Regions from separate parts of the Mus musculus genome. Here regions 1 and 2 are each linked to region 3. Evidence: chromatin contacts called from public Hi-C data. All regions are on one chromosome and are shown on one strand. Each heading gives the region's core, a stretch centred on a gene start, on an enhancer-like site or on the middle of the called end of the contact. The rest is flanking DNA. Distances are from core to core; before and after follow the strand shown. Region 1 has its middle 11 kb from the start of Gm33489. Region 2 has its middle 42 kb from the start of Gm2233. Region 3 overlaps Gm34020 (a long non-coding RNA gene).

Region 1 (4,204 bases), core at 912-3,411, 410 kb before region 3:
TGCCTCAGACCCTCCATGAAGGAAAGCTTGCATCATACCACCGTGGAAAGGAATGTCGGCAGCTTAAGCTCTCCCTGAAGGCAAAGGGAATACAGGATGGTTAGAATAAAGTCACAAAACTCAGCTTCATTTATATAACCAGTTACAGAAATGAGGGTTGTAATTGCCCTAAATACTTCTTATTTTGTTGTTTGTTTTTCTTTTATCAGGATTCCATATTCTGGTTCAAAGTTCTCACTTTCGAAGGAAGAAATGAAAACAGTCTTACATCACCACAGACCTTCAGCTACCTCTTCCATTTCCAGCTCACTCTGATCTTCCTTTAGTAGAAGGCAAAAATATATTTTCTCATAAGGGGATATTAACCCGATGATAAGCAAGGAGAAATATGTGTAGAAAAAGGCCTGAGAAAATGATCCCGTCTACGAATTAATAAAACATAAACTTTCAAATATTAATGCTTTTAATTAGCACATGAAATACTGGGCTCCGTTGTGACATTTCTATACATGTATATCATTGTACTTTCCTCATACCCCATATATATTTTAAAATATGTTTTAGAGAATATAAATTTGTTTTCTTGAACTTCTGAAGGCTGGAAATCTGAAACGGAAGTGTCTGTGGGTTCACATTCTTTCCAGATGAGTGAGGTAAGACTCCTTCCCGGTGTCGTCCTCACTTCTGATGGCTCCCGGAGATCCCCGGTGTGCCTTGCCTATGTCTTATCTGACTCAGTTCCGCCTTCACACTTAATCAGCTTTCCTTAATCAGCTCACAAGCCCTTCTTTTATAACCTACGGTCATTGGCTGGAGGGCTTAGCACAGTTCAGTGTGACTTTGTCACACCTTTGTCTAGATTCAGGCACTGTTGTGTGGCATGATCTTGCTCTTACACTCTCTCTGTCTCTGCCTCTGCCTCTGTCTCTGTCTCTCCCTGTCTCTCTGTCTCTCTCTCTGTCTCTGTCTCTCTCTTTCTCTCTCTCTCTCTCTCTCTCTCTCTCTCACACACACACAAATAATTAAGGGTGTTTCTTCAGTGTAGTGGTCCTCACACTCACCTAACAGACAAGTAAGTGTAGAACAAAGCAACAAAGCTCAGTCCTCAACACTGTGCATCTGAGTTCAGAATTTCTAGGGGCTTTTGCAGAATAGAAGCGATTTGCATGTAGATGGCTGTATTAGAAATGGGAAAATAACACAGCAGTAGAGGATGCAGGTGAAAGGTCGGAGACAAACAGGCTTGCTCAAATGGCGGTAGGGTGGCTCTGTTGGTGACTATTGTTTTTATGTTCATGTTGCTATAATATTGCTGCTAGACACAAGTAGCTTTGGGGATGCTGGTAAACTCCCTCAAACTTGTTCCCTCCTTGGTGAACATGTTGGTTAAAGCTGTCATGCGCTCCGTCAACATAATCCAGGGATTGTATGCAGAAACCATCAAATAGAGGACTAGTAGTGTGCTGGAGGCGAGGAAAGGGTCTCATAGAAGAACTGAGTGTGGCGACAGCCAGACAAGGTGGCTAGAGGAAACGGGGGAACATTTTCTTACTGTTAGTCCTGCTGTGTCACTTGGGATGACCAAAATGCTATCAGGCTTCTGCTGTAGGTGCATAGCAACCTCTTTGGTGACACGGCCACAATGTCCTATAAGATAGGAAAGAAGAAACTCTTCTCCCGTGACCCTTGCCTCCCACCCCCATAAGACTCACTCCTCTAAGACAACCATCTCCTAGGCTCTTATCTGTGAGTGGAACACCCAGGGGGCTGAGGCAGGAATACCTGGATTTTGAGGATAGCCTAGGCTACAAAGTGAGAGTTCCAGAGCAGGCTGGGCTACATAGTGAGACCTTGTGGGGGCGGGGAAAGTAACAAACAAACAAACAAAAAAAAGGAGCCATTCTCCTAGGCAGAAGAGAATGAACTTGAAATCTTTCCTTCTGTTTTATTCTTTTCTTAGACGTGTTGGCTGTTTACGTAGAAGACGTGTCCTCAGCAGGAAAGACTGGCTATGTAAACTGTATACTTGAAAATATGCCAAGGGGCCCTAAGCCTGTGGACTACAGCTTGATTTAGGAAAGATCACTGTGGAAGATAGCAGGGTGTAACTGACATTCTCAAAGCAGAGTTCAGTGTTGGCACCGGGAACAAATCTATTTATAAAGAGTCCAGTCTCCCAGACCTACTGATGTGCCCAGGAGCAGCACCACCTCCTAGTCCAGAGTCCACCACCCCAGCCTGCCTTACTTCTTCACACGGGGTTCTCGGGAGGTTAAGAGAGTTTATTTTGAAATGAAATGACAACTGGAAGAGGCTTTCATTTTCATATGGGAAAAATCCTCGTAAAGTCTTGCTTTCTCCCCGTGAGCGTTCATCACGGCCGCCTGGAATGCTTTCTGCAGCCAAGTTCTAGTTGATCTTATAAATCTTTCCTTGATCTGGAATTTTTCCCCTCCGCACATTTGTTCTGCTTAAACCTTTCGGCACATTTGTTAACTTGAGTGACATCTGGGAAAAAAAAATCGCCACCCCATTAACTTGAAGTCATCCAATCTGCGGGATGCACGCAGTGCCTTTAATGGGGATGGCTTGGTTCCCTCCCAGATGTTCCTTTTCAGCAGACATCATTGTGTTTTAAAACTTTGGATAATTATAGCTCTGTAAACCTAGGGTACAGATCTGTTGGCTCCAGCCAGCCCCTGCTCCTTATGTAATAGCTCCATTGTTTAGTAATCTCTCTATTCACAAAGCGAAGGGATCCCTGTCAGCAAAGGCATCTATTCAAAGCACCTTCCCGATGCTCAATGCTGATGCTCAACAGTAGCAAAGGCGGTGAACCTCTTGAACGGAAACATCCACGGGGACTTGGCCACACATGTGACCAGGGATGTTTCTCCCCCTTACTTGAGCCAACCATTCTTTAGAAAAGTCACCTTTTCTTGACAAATCGGCTTTCCAGCAACATTTCTTTTGTGGGTGAAACCCCTGCTAAAGCAGGCGACCCCAGTGGGTGGGGCAGGCCGAGTGTGGGGTGTGGGAAATGCTATAAACATTACAGCTGGACCTGAGATGGGATGCAGAACCCTGGGGAGTGGTCCATCTGCGCCCTCCCCGAAGAGGAAGGAGGGAGAAATGTCCTTAAACTACAAAGAATAATTTCTGTGGGCACCGTCAAGAACCAGCAGGGACCTCGCTGTGTAAAGAGATTCTTATATTACATTGGGGACATGGCAAGAGGGTTTAATACACCAAGTTTCCCAAATGTTGGGATTCAAGGGATGTTAAAACCCAGATAGCTCTGGCTCTCTTCCAAGCAGGCTCACACGGGAGCACGAGCCATCTGAAGCACTTGTTCCTTCGCTGCTGTTTCTGAGGGTCCTTGGGAAATGTCCCAAGCAGCCAAAGATCCAGAAGGGGTGAGCAAGGAAACCACCCAGCCGATGCTCACTGCTCCTTCATCTCCCAGAGTCTTAGGAAAGGGCAGAGATGAGTGAAGGAAGAGACGGCGTGAGAGTGGTTTGAATGAATACAGTAAATGGTCCAAGTAGAGACCCTATGTGAGGCTGGTTTACTCCGAACCTAGAAGGTGAAGCTAGCATAATGTCCCCTCCAGAATCAGAGTACTCAAAACTATTGGGAAAATGGCCATTCAGCAACTCAAGACACACGTATGCATGTGTGTGTGTGTGTGTGTGTGTGTGTGTGTGTGTGTGTGTGTGTAATGTGCATGTGTACATCCATGTATAGGCATATATGCATATTTGTATTGAAGGGCTTAAATATTATCTTAATGTAAACACAGTTAAAAATCTTTTCATGACTCGCCTTATTAACTAAAGTAGAACCTTCCAAAACTCTACCCTGCTCAAAACTCCCCTCTGAAGAGTTTCTTACAAATTCAAGAAGGAGACAGATTGTGGGTTCCCATTGACATTGAGGAAAACCAAAGACTCTTCCATCCCTTCCTCTTGATGCTTTAAACTTGTCTCACCTTTTTTTGTGGAGGTTGATAAGCAAATCTTCGTCTTTATGAGCCACTCTTGAATAACTGCATGGATGTGCATAAAGGAACCTATGTTTTCTCTTTAATCTATTATCAGTTTTACGTCCATAGCTGTTCAAGGCTAAGTGTGAGATAAGCGCTGTCATCTCAGTGCGCATATGTGCGTGCCACACATACACAGAGAGAGACAGAGACACACAG
Region 2 (3,741 bases), core at 406-2,905, 470 kb before region 3:
TCCACTGGCCATCTGGAGAGAGATCCATGCTTCTGGGAGTAGACAGACTAATACATAGGCCGTCGTGACAATTAAATGAGCGTAATTCTTTCCCAGACCAATGCCTGTCATAGGCTTGACCTTATCTAGTGACAAGATATTAGTGCTTGAATATTGTGTTCTTTTTGGAAGAGTGCAAGGACATACAATTCATCCAAAGGAAGAGAAAAACTGGTGTTACAGACTGGCTTCTTTTCCCTCAAATATTTTGAGCTTGGAAATCTTAACCTCAAATATAGCATTCAATGCATCAAGTACTTCAGAATATGACACGCCATGTATATGTGTATGTGTATGTATTCACACACACACACACACACACATACACACATTACCTGAGGATGCGACACACATTACATACAAAACCTTAGAATGTAACATCTAGTAAATACAGTACTTCTGAATATGAATGTATTTGTCAGCTTTAGAACTGTGACCATATGATAAAATACCGGAGATACTAACCTGGGGCTAAGGTTTATTTGGGGCTACGGTTTCAGAGGTTTCAGTCCATGGCTGACTGGCTCCCTTGCCTTTGGGCCTGTCAAGGAAGAAGCAAACATCAAAGGATAGAGCACATGGTGCAGCAAAGTTGCTCACTTCTCGGCAGCCCGGAAGCAGCAGTGATGGGGGGGGTGGAGAGTGGCGGCCATGGTTCTGGGCTTTTCATATGGTCAGTCCATCAGGTCCCCAAGCTGTCTCTTCTTTGTGCCTCTGTTTATATCTATTGAATCGGTAGTGTTCAGTAAATATCGTTCTGCCTTTGTAAAACCCCGCAGAAGAGTCATTTTATTCCATATGACAGTTGGGAGAAACAACACTGAGAGAGGATAAATCATTTGTCCTTGTCACATTTGTCACTGGGCCGTTGGTCAGCCAGGTGGTAAAGGCAGGAGTGGAGAGTCATTCTTCCTGCTTGCTGAGAGTCTTATTTATCCAGTTACTCTTGCTCGAGCCTCTCTCTCCTATCAGCCAAGGGTCAACGCTCATTGCACTGTTTTTACTAACAAGATTTGACAGTGTACACTTAAAATGTGTCCAGTCAGTTAATACTCATTGAATTCCTGCAATATGCTAGACACCCTGCTGGTATGGAGGCACAGAGCCACTCAGAAAGCCAAAGGGCCAGGAAGCCAGGTGATGTTGTTCTATCCCACGGATCACCTCTCTTGGTGGTGCCATCCCATGTAAGGTGTGATCTAAACAGAATAAGGCCAAGGGACTCTAAGCCTTTATATTCCAGTTCCTGTACCCTCAGAGTCACAGGGGAATCCAGGAAAACATTTCACTTGGCTATGGATGAAATAGATTTCCCCAGTGGCCGGGAAGGAGGTCAAGAAACCTGGCTTGCATCGGCAGCTCTGTCACTGAGCAAGCTGTCTGATGCTCTGGGCTTTGATTTACCCATCTGCCTTAAGCAGAGGACCACATCTCTGTGTTACCTTCTCACTTTTAACACTTCATCAATTCAACTCCATTCGACCCCTCAAACGGAATGCACCCCGAGGCCGAGAGCGTGGGGTGTTGGCATGGTTTTTCTCAGGCTGCACCATGGCTCTCCTGTGACAGGGCTGGCTAATCAATTCTCCCAGCTCACGTGCCGCTGACGGATGGGTCATTTGGAGAAGCTGTGCCTTGTTAGTGAGGCTGAGTGCTGCAAGAGACATGGCTGCCTCCCAAATCTGACGTATGCTGAGTTACCAGCTTACACGTTTCCCTGGGAAGGCAAAACACACGTCAAGAAACTGCAAATTGAATTCTCTCCCTCCGTGCAGAGGATCTGCTTGTGTTTTTATAAAGAGTAAAATCAGAAGTAGATGCACCACATTTCCTTTTGCGGAATCTGTATTTTTAGAATGATTACTTGAGCATGAGACACAGATACGGTTTTTAAAACACACGCCAGTTGGTGCCGTGTGTTTAAGAGGCAGGCCAGGTAGGAACGTCTTGTTTTTGTTGCTTTGTTTTCCAAGGAGCGTCTAAATTCCTCTTTGTAATTTGCCGACTGCAAATGGCTGTGCCCGTTTTGTGCCAAGTATATGAATTATACCGTGGCTCATCCTTGAACAGTGTCCTTGCTGTACCTTCTGCTGTACCCACTTTGTGAATGGGCAGCTGGAGTTCAGGTGAATTATGTCATTGATACAGTCATTTGAATAGACATTTGACAGTCATTTGAATTCTAGTTAATTCCACATGTTTATGCTATCTCTACCCCATATAATACCTGGAAGAGGAAACTGGATTGATCATTCAGATAGCATAAAACATGCCAGGAATTAGCAAAAGGGGGCTTCTCTCTTCTTCCCAGAATGCAGGAGAGGGCTCTGAGCAGATCTCTTCACAATGCCATACAAGCCTTAGAAAAAGGTACTCCCTCCCCTGACGCCCTTACCTAGCTGCTGGGCTGCAGACACCGCTGTAAGAAGCAAACTTCACATGGCAGCCTGTCAGCGGCTGTGGGCAAACACTGGAAGACGACTGCATTATTTATGATCATTATTTATTTTCTGGTGTTCAAATATTTACCTTTCTTTCTTTTCTTTTGCAAACAGTTTAGTGGGCAGTGGGGAAACCCTGCCTCCTGCTAAAGAGGTTGAGCTTTGTTTCCGGAGGCCAAGTCCAGTTAAAGACGCTGACCACGCTTCCCAGAGCTGGGCTGGCCAAAAGCCAGCAAAGAGTACTGCCTCATTCTTGTGACTACATTGCTTCAAAGAATGAGTTGGCTTATCCTGAAGGGATTCTCTTCTAATGAATTGGCTGTCAGTCTGGGCTGCGCCCTTGCCTGGCATCTGTCCCACTGGTTACTCAGACCTTGGTTTGTTTGTTTGTTTTGTTTTGTCTTTTGTCTGCTTCTGTCATCATTGATCTATGATGTTTAGACTTAGGTTAATGTGGTAGTTAACGTTCAACTTGGTTAGATTTAGAATCACTTAGGAGCCATAACTCTGCGTAGGCCTTTAGTGTTTCTCCCAAATGGACTAATGTGGGTGGTGGAGTCCCAAGATGATTAAAAAAAAATCAAGTATGGAGATCTCTGTTCATCTCCATCTACTTCCTGACTGTGGATATGGCGTGACCAGCCACTCCACACTTCCACCATCTTGCCTTTGCTTCCATGATATACTGTATCCCTTCAGATCATGAGCCAAGATCTCTTCAGAAATAAGAATACTTCTCCCTTCAAGTGCTGTTTTTCAGGGATTTGATCACAGGAATAAAAAAAAAAAAGTAATTTCAAGTGGGCTGGATTTGTAACTCAGTTTGTTGAATGTTTATCTAGTATCCATGAAGCCTAGTGTTTGAGCCCTGCATAGTGGTGTATGGTGGCGCACGTCTGTAATCCCAGCACTCTGGAGATAGGGGCAGGAGGGTCAGAAGGTCAAGGTCATCCTTGCCTACACAGTAAGTTCAAGGCCAGTCTGGGATATATGAGATCATGTCTTCTTCTTTAAAGAAGGAAGAAACGGAGAGGAAGAGGAAAAGGAGGAAGAGGAAGGAAGAAAAGGAAAAGGAGGAGAAGGAGAGAAAGAGGAGGGAGAGGAGGAAGAGAAAGAGAAAAAGAAGGAGAAGTAGCAGGAAGAGGAAGAGGAGGAAGAGAAGAAGAAGAGGAGAAGGAGGAGAAGAAGGAGGAGGAGGAGAATAGAAGCAGCTAACATGAGGACTAATATATACTATATCTCTTTTCCAAACAAGATGAAA
Region 3 (4,212 bases), core at 889-3,388:
AGAAGAGAGAAGAGAAAGAGAAGAGAAGGTCCTCCAGGGTTTCTAAGCTCTTGCATTCTGTCCACCTCAGCACACTTGTGGGCCTCCCCTGACCTTGCTTTCCCCAGGGCTCTGAGCAGAGCCTTCTTTTTTCACTCAGTATCTCAGTTTGCTCAGGCTGTCCCAGCTTTGTCACTGCTGCTGGCTCTGTTCCTGTCAGTCACCCAGGCATTTCATATGTGATCAATGATTAGAGACTTGCGGTTGTGCCCCCACAGCAAGGCCACCTGCTCATGCGGTGAAAGGAGTTAGCAAAATATGGTCTCTGTGACACATGTATGAATATCACCCTTTAAAAGATAACAAGCCTGCCTCTTCTTTCTCTAACACCAATCAGCTCAGAGAGACTAGAATACGGCACCCAAGAACACGTAAGATTATTGACCGAGGGCTAGGATGATGGCTATCAGTAAAGTGTTTGACTTGTGGGCATCCAGACCAGAGTTTGATCACCCAAAACTCAGTTTCTTTAAAATGTACAGACATGGTGGTGCATACTTGTAGTTCTAGAACTGGGAAGGCAGATAGGTGGATGCCTGGGCTCACTGGCCACACAACTGGGCCCTACCTGTCAAGTTCCAATCCAAGGAGATATTGAAGAGAAACGGTTGGACAGCATCTCTGGCCTCCACAAGCACAAGAAAATATATAGGGATATATTATACACATACATGCATACACACACACACACACACACACACACACACACACACACGCACATACATAAACATGGTTGTTACAGTGAAGGCAATTCAGTGATACAGAAACCTTTCTGCCTTCTCTCTATCTGCCTCAAACCAGAAGACTTTCAGGCAATGCTTTTATTTTAGGCAGAACAGAGCAGAGCCATTGGACTACTTGGGGCTCAGCCTGGAGAGGATACCAGAAGTTTATATTATTTACCTGGCATTTGTTTGCCTTCTGTCACGTTCTTAACTCTAGACTTCCACAGCCCTTTTCCTTTATCTTATCACTTTTTTTGAGAATGTACTGTTTTTTTTATTGCAAATCATATATAAAGATACTTCCTTGAGATTTGCTGAGTCTCTAAGTGTCTGCCATGCATTCGTAAAATCTACATACACATTAAGATATTTCAGGAGCTAGGGAGATGGCCTAATTGGCAAAGTATTTGCCACACGAACATAAGAACCCAGGTTTGACCCCAAAACTCACATTTAAAAACCTGAGCATGGTAGTGCACGCAGATCATCGCAAGGCTGAGAAGGTGAAGACAGGCAGATCCCTGGCCAGCCAATCTAGCCAAAGAGGTCAGCTCTTTGAGTTCAATGAGAGACTGTCTCAACAAATAAAGTAAGAGAGTAGCTAGGCAGCACTCCTGATATCTCACTTTGGTCTTTGCATTTCCACATACACCTATGCTCACACACATACATACACACGCACACACACACACACACACACACACTTACAAAAGGCTATTTCTCTTTACAATCTGACTTTATTGCAAACATCCACTCCAACTCTCAAAGGATAAAAGGGAATATGTTTCTAATGTTACCAAAGAAGAAAGACGTGGGAAAGTTCCCCCCATAGTCTCATTAGTCACAGGAGCCCAAACTTGCTGACAGTGTCGAGGAGAAAGGAGAAAATGTGACACTTGAGGATCTGTCTGGTCAACCAACATCAGCCCCCATGAAGGCGAAAGCTGCTTTAGGCCAAAGAAAAAGTGAAGACCTTTGAAAAAAGGATTAGGATGAAAGAGAAGCTGCACCCTAGATACATACAATCATCTGTGAAACATATCCCCCAGCCTCTACTCAGTGCCGAGATGCAAGGCTTGTGAGCAGGAACCTAAGAAAGAACAAAAACAAGACAAAAACAAAACAAAAACAAGACAAAAACAAAACAAAACCAACAATAACAGCAACAAAAACCTAAGAAACCAGATCAAGCCCAAAGTGAAGGAGCATCCCTTGTTTTTCTCAACATTGGGCTGCTTCTGTAGGGACACAAGGAGAGAAAAACCGTAGTCAGGAGTTACCGCTGTGTAGACAAGGATGAAGATAACACAAAGCGATGTGTTCATAGCACCCTGAGCGCAGACCCTCTGGCTATAGGAGACCCCTGTGGACAGTGTGACTCTGAGTCTATTTTGCCATCTGTCCACCAGTTCCTTCTTAGAGCCTCGCATGGTTCTGCTGCTCGGAGTTACCCTTTCACTGCAAATAAATACTGCAGTCAGGGACCTGGCCTCTCACCACCTCCAATCCACCACCACCACCCCCACCCCGGCACCTCACCCTCCAGTAACCCTTAGCTACTTTCATCACCAGGAATGAGGTCAGTAAATGAGTCAAGTGTCCTGGAGAGAGAAATATATATATAAGGATCACCAAGGCTGCCCAGGGAAAAAGATTTCTGACAACACTTGTCAGCTGTGTGTGTGTGTGTGTGTGTGTGTGTGTGTGTGTGTGTGTGTGTGTGTGTTGTGTGTGTGACACTTCCCGTTATTGCTTTTCCACCCCATAGTCTTAAAAGAGGAGGAAGAAAATCCCACATTTTATCTACAACTGATGAAAGAGAAATAAAAGACAGGTCAGGAAAGTTTCAAAAATCCCCATTGCACCCCAAAGCAAAAAAAAAAAAAAAATCTTTTTGACAAAGAGTAGATAGATGATGGAAGGAAAACAAACCAAGAATTTAGAGAAAGGGGGAGGCTGAACCACCAGATTTGTCAGCCATAACTTGCCCTGACATCTGCACAGCCTTTGCAGCCCTGAGATGCACGCACCTTCTAGGATGTGTGATGACCTACAACTGTTTGTCAGGACTAGAACACTTCATTATATTTAGGGATGAGGGGCATCCTCAAAATACCAGCCCATAGATGTAGCCCCTAGGTAGCGTTCCTGAGATCCGGGAACAGCTTGAAGCCAGCCAGCTCCAGTTGGCCACATAAACTGATGGTGTTATAGCCCCTCATCTTCCTTCTCCGTGTTCCTTGATTAATAACACTGTAGGGGAGCCCAGTACCCTAGAGAATATTTGGTGACTAATGTTTCACAGTAGGAAATTGTTCTCAGTATCACCCATTTCTAGGTCTATGACTAAGACCCATCTATGAAAAGACAGATTAATAAGAGAAATGCAGGATTGGGTGTGGTGGCATTAACCTATAATTCCAGTGTTTGAGAGCTGAGGCAGAAGGATCACCGCGAGTTTCAGGCCAGCTTAGGCTACATAGCAGGAAATTTTTGAGAAGGGGGGCGGGGGGGAGAGACTTGGAGGAAGAAAAGGGAGAAAAAGCGAGAAGAAGAAAAAGCGAGAAGAGAGGTTGACTTAAGTTTTGGGTGACATGGGAGCCAAAATAATGAAGTAATCCTGTATTTGTTTTGAATATTTATGTTTTGAATATTTATGTTTACTGTTTCCATCCCACCATCAGATCACACCACCCTGCATTTCACCACACTTCTCCGTCGCAAACTCAAGGTAATAAACTCAGGGTAGCTTAGCAGAGCTGTGCTGGGATTCTCTCACCGTGCCCCTTTGTGTTCCGACACGAGGCGTTTCTTTTGGTCCAAGGTTGCGTGCCTTTCTCCAGGGTTCGTTCAACTGCTTCAGAGGGAGGTCAGAGAAGCCTTCCTAGGTCTGAGTCCTGCTTGAGGTGAGGACAGGAGTTGTGAAAGCGACCTTCTGCTGTTTTTCACATTCCATGGATGTTCCACAGTTTAGTGTGTCTTGAACGCTAAAATTGTTTAACATAATAGTATAATAGCTCGCCTGTCACACTATAACTATAGTGATATTTCTATTCGTCTGAGGATCGGTCTTCCTTACCCAAGCTGCTACCTGGAGGCTCTTTACTTAGCAGGAAGGACTTAGATCAGTCTTCATGTATCTCTGGATATGCCAGGATCATCAATGAAGCTGTAACACAGAAGCCTCGGAGTGGGGTCCACAGCCGTCGGAGACAGTTAAGGATGTGTGCCTCTGATGACGACTTTGGAATGAGACCAGATGCAAATCAGTAAAGTAAGTACAGCCCATCTCAAGCTCCTTTCTCCCTCCCACAAGCTTCTGCTCAGAGATAATGGTTTAAGAAAAACCTCACGCATGTTTAAGAGGGAAACACAAGGGAGAAGTTTTATGCCAGGGTATTGGTTGACTTCCTTTCTCTAGATTTGTCTGTTACGCACTTTGAACCTA

Evidence for each region. A called contact is a pair of places that touch in the nucleus more often than the background predicts.
Region 1: a Hi-C map of cerebellar granule neurons shows a contact between it and region 3, with 1.7 times the contacts expected there. The contact joins two enhancer-like sites. A contact is called at or near these places in 2 of 484 Hi-C or Micro-C datasets (both in cerebellar granule neurons) and 1 of 115 datasets of contacts at active chromatin or transcription factors (cardiomyocytes).
Region 2: a contact with region 3 is called in a Hi-C map of cerebellar granule neurons, with 1.8 times the contacts expected there. The contact joins two enhancer-like sites. A contact is called at or near these places in 1 of 484 Hi-C or Micro-C datasets (cerebellar granule neurons) and 2 of 115 datasets of contacts at active chromatin or transcription factors (bone marrow-derived macrophages and fibro-adipogenic progenitors).

What each region holds. Positions count from the first base shown.
Region 1 is chr13:44,053,605-44,057,808 of GRCm38.p6, forward strand. No RefSeq gene overlaps it. Among named protein-coding and RNA genes, the nearest start is that of Gm33489, 11 kb to the left of the region's middle. Within about 2 kb of position 2,162, at least 39 of the 459 cell types and tissues checked have an H3K27ac peak or open chromatin away from gene starts, as enhancers often do. A contact at or near this core is called in cerebellar granule neurons, where this site is marked.
Region 2 is chr13:43,989,261-43,993,001 of GRCm38.p6, forward strand. No RefSeq gene overlaps it. Among named protein-coding and RNA genes, the nearest start is that of Gm2233, 42 kb to the left of the region's middle. Within about 2 kb of position 1,656, at least 47 of the 459 cell types and tissues checked have an H3K27ac peak or open chromatin away from gene starts, as enhancers often do. A contact at or near this core is called in cerebellar granule neurons, where this site is marked.
Region 3 is chr13:44,463,658-44,467,869 of GRCm38.p6, forward strand. It overlaps Gm34020 (a long non-coding RNA gene), which reads right to left. Exons shown (of 4, transcript XR_873331.2): 3 at 3,844-4,006; 4 at 3,363-3,751. Among named protein-coding and RNA genes, the nearest start is that of Gm34020, 5.0 kb to the right of the region's middle. Within about 2 kb of position 2,139, at least 4 of the 459 cell types and tissues checked have an H3K27ac peak or open chromatin away from gene starts, as enhancers often do. A contact at or near this core is called in cerebellar granule neurons, where this site is marked.